2 separate regions of the Triticum aestivum genome follow, and region 1 is linked to region 2. Evidence: chromatin contacts called from public Hi-C data. All regions are on one chromosome and are shown on one strand. Each heading gives the region's core, a stretch centred on a gene start, on an enhancer-like site or on the middle of the called end of the contact. The rest is flanking DNA. Distances are from core to core; before and after follow the strand shown.

Region 1 (3,854 bases), core at 549-3,048, 360 kb before region 2:
TTGAAGGTGCTCGGCCGAGACCCGTCCCGTCGGCGCTGAACGCCGGGGGAGCAACTTGTCGATCAGCGCTTCAGGCGCGATCGCTGACCGTTAGATTGAGATCCAACAGTCACAGATCAACAGAGCTGAGGATTGATGTTCCACTGCGTATTTTACTGAACAGGAACTTGTGACCGGATACGAAAAGAGGAACATGAACAATAGATTCATAGATTTCTGCGGTTCATGAACACAAGATGTTCATAAGACCATACTGTGAAAGGCTAAGTGATTGACTGATTGTGTGTGACATAAAACCTTCATTGTGGAGAAACCCTAGCTGCCACAAAATCAATCTCCTCTCCCCTTTGCTTTCAGCCGCTGCTCCGACACCGTGAGGCGGAGGGAAGGGGATTCCCCTTGTCTCTCACCCTTTGTGTAGCAAGTTTTGTGTCTTAGTGATGTTGCTCTAACAATGCTATCAATGTCATTTTGAATAAAAGTCCTTCAACTCCAATCGTTTTTATTGGTGTTGCGTTGCTGAGGAGCTCCAGAGTTTTTGTGTCCCGGTTACTCTTTATGAAAAGTTGGTTGGTTATTTGTACTCCAGGTCGCGTGTTTTCATGTGCATCAACAACTGTAACACTATCTTCTTGGTTTGGCGGCCCCATCGCTGGTATGCTTGACGCGATTGCCAACCTCCATGTACGCGACGGTCTACTACTGTTATGATTTGTTGAGATTTCTTCCTCTATAGTTGCAGGTAGGTACTTCGTGGTTTGACTGGATTTGTCTTGATGTTGTCAATTGTGGGAAAGAGCTATGATGGTGTAACCGTGACAAATTTAGTTGCGACTTTGATAATAATTTTAAGACATATAGCCGTTTGCAGTTGCATCTTTGTTTAGGGTCCGCTCAATTACCTTGCATCTACTTGTATCCAACGTTCTATTGATCTATTATAAACTAGATTTAATATTATATTATAAAACATTAAAAGATTTAATATCCTTCCACTATCTCGACTCGCACCCTACACATATAGCGTTATGTTTGGACCCTGTTGTTGGAGTGCATGCTTGCTACATGGGACGTCGCTCTTGTATCTCGATATCAGTATAGTCACTCAACAGTCACATCCAAGCTGATGAACGGGCATGCCAGTGGTTCTAGCGTTGAGGTCAAGGCATCTCTCTTCATGGAGAGACAGCTGGACTCCAACTGCTTTCTAAAGCGGTACAACGTGGACAGTGATGATGACAGAGCCTGGCGGTGGGGACAGTCGTTCAATGACATTAACAAAAGGAAGAAAAGAGCGCATGAGCATGACGGGATGATTTTAAGACTGCTATTTTACTTGTGAGGAGCGCTAATACTCTTTGTGCTTTTTTTTTCAAAAGTACACCAAAAGTGTGTACCATATTTTTGTATAGGATAAAACTAGATTACGAGAGACCTATTGAAATGATGCCACAATATTCACTACATTCCTCTTTGATTCAAAGATTTTGCCCGCACAAATGCAGTATAATTTTTGGGATTCATTTGTCCAGCATTTTATAGTAAAAAGTTTTATCCACTCCAAGCTCATGTGAAGATTCCTACTTTCTTCGATTCATATTACTCGTCGCTTAAATAGCTCTATAGAGATGTATTTCAATACTACATACATTTATTTGTGGGACATGTAATATGGATGGAAGGGAGTATGCTATTTCCAAATCATGTACGTGAACTATTATAAATACTAGTACTACCGTTGCTTGTTGCTGTCGGTTAATTCTGTAAAGAAAAGGACCGGGGGATCCTACCAAGAAAACAAAGGGAAAGCGTGTTGACGATTTGACCCCTCCTCCGGCGCTGTCCCTCGTCGAAAATAAAGAAAGAAAGAAAGAAAGAGAAAAAGGGCAGCCATGTAGTGCTTCCCCTGCTTTCCCTTCTCGCAGCAGCAGATCACTAGCTCACTCCATGGTGGAGAGAGTGGTTGGTGGCCACTAATGGCGCGCCTCTCCTGCCGCCGCTTCCTCCTCTCGCTCCACGTCGCGCTGCTGCTGCTAGTCCCCTGCACCTGCCAGGTACCCGATTCGTCAGCCCGATCCTCTCCACGGTTCCGATTCTTGCGTGTTACCTACCTGCTGTGTCTCCCATCAAGTTCTTGTCCAGTTCGATCTAACCCTTCTTGATGCCTATAATTCCTGATGGCATGGCATGAGCATACTGTTCTTTTCTCCTTCTTCCGCGAGAGTGATACATGAACTGAATTTATCTCTCAGTGTCTGTTTCTTCCTAAAAGTGGTGCGATCTTTGAGGGAGCCTGAATTTACCGCTGGGTCTTGTTTGCAGGTCGGGGATTCGTGCTCGGCGGCCCGCGACTGCGGGGTGGGCCTCTACTGCGGCGATTGCGCCGCCGCCGGCCGGACGCGGCCGTCCTGCATCAGGGACCTGGCCATCCAGCCCACCTCCATCGTAAACTCTTGCATTCCCTTAAGCGCTTGCTTGTAGTATTACTCTGTCTGTGGCTTGTGTTCGGCAATTACTCATCTATCTTGTTCTTCAACCATGGGATGGGGCATGCTTGTTTTGTCCAGGTGAAGGGGCTGCCATTTAACAGGTACTCATGGCTGGTGACCCATAATTCATTCTCCATCGTCGGCGAGCCGTCACGCACCGGGGTTGAGAGGGTTACATTCTACAACCAGGAAGACACTGTCACCAACCAACTCAGGGTAACTACACTGAATACATGGGCCAATCTTTTTATTTATTTATTTTTTGTTTGGGGGTGGGGGGAGGTTATATTTTCGCGATTTTATAGGATGGGTGTTTTTAGTTTTTTTTTCTTTCTTTGATATAATGGTGTGTGCAGAATGGAGTGAGGGGATTGATGCTGGATATGTATGACTTCGGTGGGGATGTCTGGCTCTGCCACTCCTTGCAAGGGCAATGCTACAACTTCACTGCTTTCGTAAGTTCTGTTCTTTGCAGATACCAAACTAATTGACATTTCATTTCTAGTTAAGCCACCTCAAAATCTAATGAAGCTCGGTTATAATACTCCGTCAACTCGTATGTTAAATTCATGAACACAATGAACACGAAGACTTGTGTTGTTTTGTCACTCTTACGATTCTATTGTGGATAATATTGTTTCAGTGTGGTAATCAATTGGAACTAAAGAATGTGGGGAATGGAAGTTAATTGATTCCTTTCTGAATTCATCACTAACCTTGCGAGATGTATAGCTGTTAAGGCGACCAGACTCCTAATGTTCAAATGCAATGTGATTCTAGGAACCAGCAATTGACACGTTGAAAGAGGTGGAAGCATTTCTATCCGAGAATCCCACGGAGATTGTTACAATATTCATCGAGGATTACGTACATGCCCCGATGAGATTGAGCAAATTGTTTACTGCTGCTGACTTGATGAAGTATTGGTACCCTATCTCAGAAATGCCAACGAGTGGGCAGGAGTGGCCCACCGTCACAGATATGGTTGCAAAGAACCACAGGTTGCTTGTGTTTACTTCCGATGCTTCAAAGGAGTCTAGCGAAGGAATAGCTTACCAGTGGAGTTATTTGCTGGAGAATGAGTGTAAGTATGGCTTTCTGGGCTTTATTGAAAAAAACAGAGGTTCTATCGATTCTAGGTAGCGATAGCTATACCACAATTTGCAAATCTAAAACCCAAAATACAAATTTCTTCTTGGCTTTCTATGTCTTGAGATAGCCTACCCCAACTTGTTTGGGACTAAAGGCTTTGTTGTGTTGTTTCTTTGTCTTGAGAACCTTGTTTAACATCCATTTCACCTTTCAACTTATAATATATTGGACCATGAGAGTCTCGTGTGATTAATTTACTCCAAAGATGACTAT
Region 2 (3,911 bases), core at 962-3,461:
AAACCCTACGTCCTGCTTGATTAATATTGATGATATGGGTAGTACAAGAGTAGATCTACCACGAGATCAGAGAGGCTAAACCCTAGAAGCTAGCCTATGGTATGATTATTGTTCTATATGTTGTCCTACGGACTAAAACCCTCCGGTTTATATAGACACTGGAGAGGGTTAGGGTTACACCAAGTCGGTTACAATGGTAGGAGATCTACATATCCGTATCGCCAAGCTTGCCTTCCACGCCAAGGAAAGTCCCTTCCGGACATGGGACGGAGTCTTCAATCTTGTATCTTCATAGTCCAGGAGTCCGACTGAAGGTATAGTCCGGCCATCCGGACACCCCCTAATTCAGGACTCCCTCACTCCCCCTCGTTGTTATGCATCTCTATGAATAGATCATGGTGTGTGCGTAGACTTTTTTTGTTTTCCATGCAACGATTCCCAACAAGATCGTAGACAAAGCTTTGTGTTCCTACTAGGTGTGGTAGCCATACATGAAAGTCTTTGAAACAGACCTCATGGCTACATCCACCAACCATTATTTTAAAGATAATGTTGCTTATGTCGCCCGGATGCAAACATGTTACGTAATAAGCAATATCGCTATATTGCATATGTTGCAAGTCAAATCATGTGACTGATTTGTTCACCAGGTTTCTACCAACTAATACATGTCATAAATATGTTCATGGAATTGGTATGTGGTGGCTTCAGAATTTGCAAGATTCAAGAGGAGTATCTTCCTGAATTGTTCCTGTTCAAAGCATCATATTATACTCTTTTTCTCTTCATGAGTTTCCTTTACAGGTTCTCATGAAGGTTTTAATGCGGTAATATCAACATGGGATCATATGTCATACTTTCTGTTTTTTCCACCGGGTTTTTTAGGAAAATATATACAATATATTTATTGTCCTCTAAAGTCTATGGGTTTTCTCGTATTGAGTTAAAAGAGACAATATCATTATATGTTGCATCATTTTCTTCTTATTTTCCTACTGGGTTTAAAGGAGTTTTAGCAACATATCAAACACTATTATCCTCATATTTTTCCCATAGGGTTTTTGAAAAAGTTACTATACGACTATGATCAAGATCAAAGGATTCTCAAGACTATACAAGGAATGGAAGTTGTACCAGAAGCAACTTTGTGCAGAGGAAGTGTTAAAAAATTAGATTATAACTGCCTTAAGCAGTTATTTAGTGCCCAAAGTGCCATGCAGAAGCACATACACCTTCTCTGTGTAAAGGCACCTGATCCCTACAAACAGGGACCTTGTATAGACGTCTCCTCTTGTAACCGACATCTCGAACATACGAGAATCCTTGTATAAATACCTCAAGTCAATGATCAACGAATAAGAAGTTCTTGTGAACCAACCTGTGGTTGGATGGTTAGAGGGACTGTGAAGTGTGCGTGTGTGCGTTCATAGGGATGAGTGTATGCGCGTATATATGAGCGCTTCTGTCTGTACTAATGTTAAAAAAAAGTTCTTTTCAATTACTTCGTTTCTTTACAAGTACCATCAGATATGCACGAGGATGTTAACAATATGTGAAAGATATGATTGGCTCCCTTTGTTCCTAAATATAAGTCTTTTTAGACATTTCAAATAAACTACAACATACGGATGTATGTAGACATATTTTAAAGTGTAGATTCACTCACTTTGCTCCCTATGCAGTCATTTATTGAAATATCTAAAAAGACTTATATTTAGGAACAGATGGAGTAATAATATATAAATGAGACATGTATCACCATGCAAAGAAAGGTGAACACATGTTTTAGAACTCCATTGTTCCCCCCTTCGTTGAACTCGAACCGTACATCGACCCGGTTGGCAGCTATCAGCCTGTTCGTGTTTCAGTGAGTCGTAGAGGAGACCAACCGGCTGCCTCCGAATTCCCGAATTCACATCGCCGATTCGCATAGTCCACCGTGCATCGATCGGTATCACGCCCGCGAGAAGAAGGCCAGAAACCGCAGGCAGAAACGAACGAGAAACAAGTAAACGATCACGTGCAGGTGCACGCCGGACCGCCGGTGAATCTCCCGCGCCAGAAAGAACCGAGCAGAACCACACGCCCCGCCGCGACCGTCCCCCTCACTCCCGTCTCCGTCCATCCACCCCACCCCACCCACCCCGCCCCCGCCCCCGCCCGCCGGAGGGAGCAAAAGTAAAACCAACACGCCTCCCTTCCCCTTCCCCCCTCGCCCGCCGACCCGCTATAAAAATCCAAGCAAGCCCATCCTTTCTCCCATCCATCGGCGGTCTCCCTCCCTCTCTCCTGCCATAATATCATCGTGGCCTCTCCCTCCCGCTCCCTCCATCCTCTCTGATTGCCCCCGCGCTCGCCATGGAGGCCGCCGCGTCCACGCTGTTCCTCTCCGCCGACGCGTCCCTCGCCGCCGGCCGCCGCCTCCTCCTCGTCCCTTCTCGGCCCGCGCGCGCGGCACGGCGGGGCGCCGCGCCCAGCAGGTGCCGGCGGGCGTCCGTCCGCGCGTACGCCGCGGCGGCCGCGCCAGCGCCGGCGCCGGCCTCTGGAAACGGCCTCGTCGGGGTGAGCGCCGCGTCCGCACGCCTTTTCTCTTCTGCAGCAAGCCAATTTTGCGTCCCTTGCTTTTCTGCTCTACGTGTAGTGCACGGATTAAGCAACTAGCTCGCTTGCTTTCGTGCTCCCCTTAATTGGTAAAGCACCCAGCCTGCTTTTGTAGCAACAAAGCAGCTGGGATTATTTCTGAGTAATATAAGGCAATGAGCCATCTCAGAAAGAAAAGAAATGATGTATCATCTGCTATGCTTGGGGTTTCCCCAGAAGCAAATTGTTGTGTGGAGTGGAGGAATCAATATCTCCACATAAGCCAAGAGGCAGATCTTGCGCCACTCCACCACCAACTTGGCTGATAGCTCAAATTCCATTACCCAAATACTTAACGAAATGTTGTTACTGCTGAGTGTTCATGTTCAGCCTCAAATAATTAATTTTGCTTGTGTTACATCCTGCTTACTCAGAATAACAACGGAGTGTACACTGTTGGAGACTTCATGACGAAAAGGGAGGATCTCCATGTCGTCAAAGCGTCAACCCCGGTTGATGAAGGTGTCGCCCCTTCTTAGTTGTGTACTTCTCTTCTGCTTACTGACCAGCTTCCAAATTGCTAACTAGTTCTTTGGTTTGCGTGCAGCGCTCGAGATGCTGGTGCAGAACAGGATCTCTGGTTTCCCTGTTATCGATGACGACTGGAAGTTGGTCAGTGCCATTTACATTTAACCGCTCTTCTTGTTTCCTAGTCCATGTTTTCTATGACGTAGCTAATCTCAGAAGATACCAGACCTTTTTCGGAACAAAGGATTTTGGGCGGCAAATAGAGTGTTGCAATCCCAACTAAAATTTCCTATCCATGCATTTGGACCAAATGATTGCATCAAAAGAATTTCATAGAATAGGGGTTTCCTACAAATATTGGAGGAAGTTAAATATGAGCTCTAACCCGATCATGGAAATTTCCTTTTGATAGTCTGGATGTATCTAAGCTCTTTCTCTCTCCTTCTCTGATTCTCTGTAATTATTGATGTGCGGCATCAGAATAACTTTTCTAAGCAATCCATGTGGGATTTCATATGCCATGACAAATCAATCCTCTTCCTACTGTTTTAGATTCTTGATTTTTAGAGAGGGTTAAGAGAAAGGTTCTTCCCAAGGAAAAAGGAAAGAGCCCTTTTGTTGTTCTGTATCATGGTATGTCTAGGAAGCATTATATTGCAATGATGAACTGGCTAACTTTCACATGCTTTCTTCTTGACCTTTTTCTGTTGGTTTGGGTTGCACCCTAGTTTTTCTGTAATGAAATACTCAGCCACAACTGCACAACTTTATTTCCACCTGCAGGTTGGCGTTGTCTCAGATTA

What was found. Hi-C and Micro-C count contacts between places; a contact is called where the count stands out from the background.
Region 1: a contact with region 2 is called in a Hi-C map of leaf, with 4 times the contacts expected there. The contact joins the promoter of LOC123103306 here to the promoter of LOC123103305 in region 2. A contact is called at or near these places in 2 of 5 Hi-C or Micro-C datasets (both in leaf).

What each region holds. Positions count from the first base shown.
Region 1 is chr5A:346,529,725-346,533,578 of IWGSC CS RefSeq v2.1, reverse strand. It overlaps LOC123103306 (PI-PLC X domain-containing protein At5g67130), which reads left to right and starts at 1,798. Exons shown (of 8, transcript XM_044524837.1): 1 at 1,798-2,054; 2 at 2,323-2,445; 3 at 2,568-2,705; 4 at 2,846-2,944; 5 at 3,270-3,573. The coding sequence starts at 1,977.
Region 2 is chr5A:346,173,187-346,177,097 of IWGSC CS RefSeq v2.1, reverse strand. It overlaps LOC123103305 (CBS domain-containing protein CBSX1, chloroplastic), which reads left to right and starts at 2,211. Exons shown (of 8, transcript XM_044524835.1): 1 at 2,211-2,562; 2 at 3,015-3,102; 3 at 3,188-3,252; 4 at 3,892-3,911. The coding sequence starts at 2,359.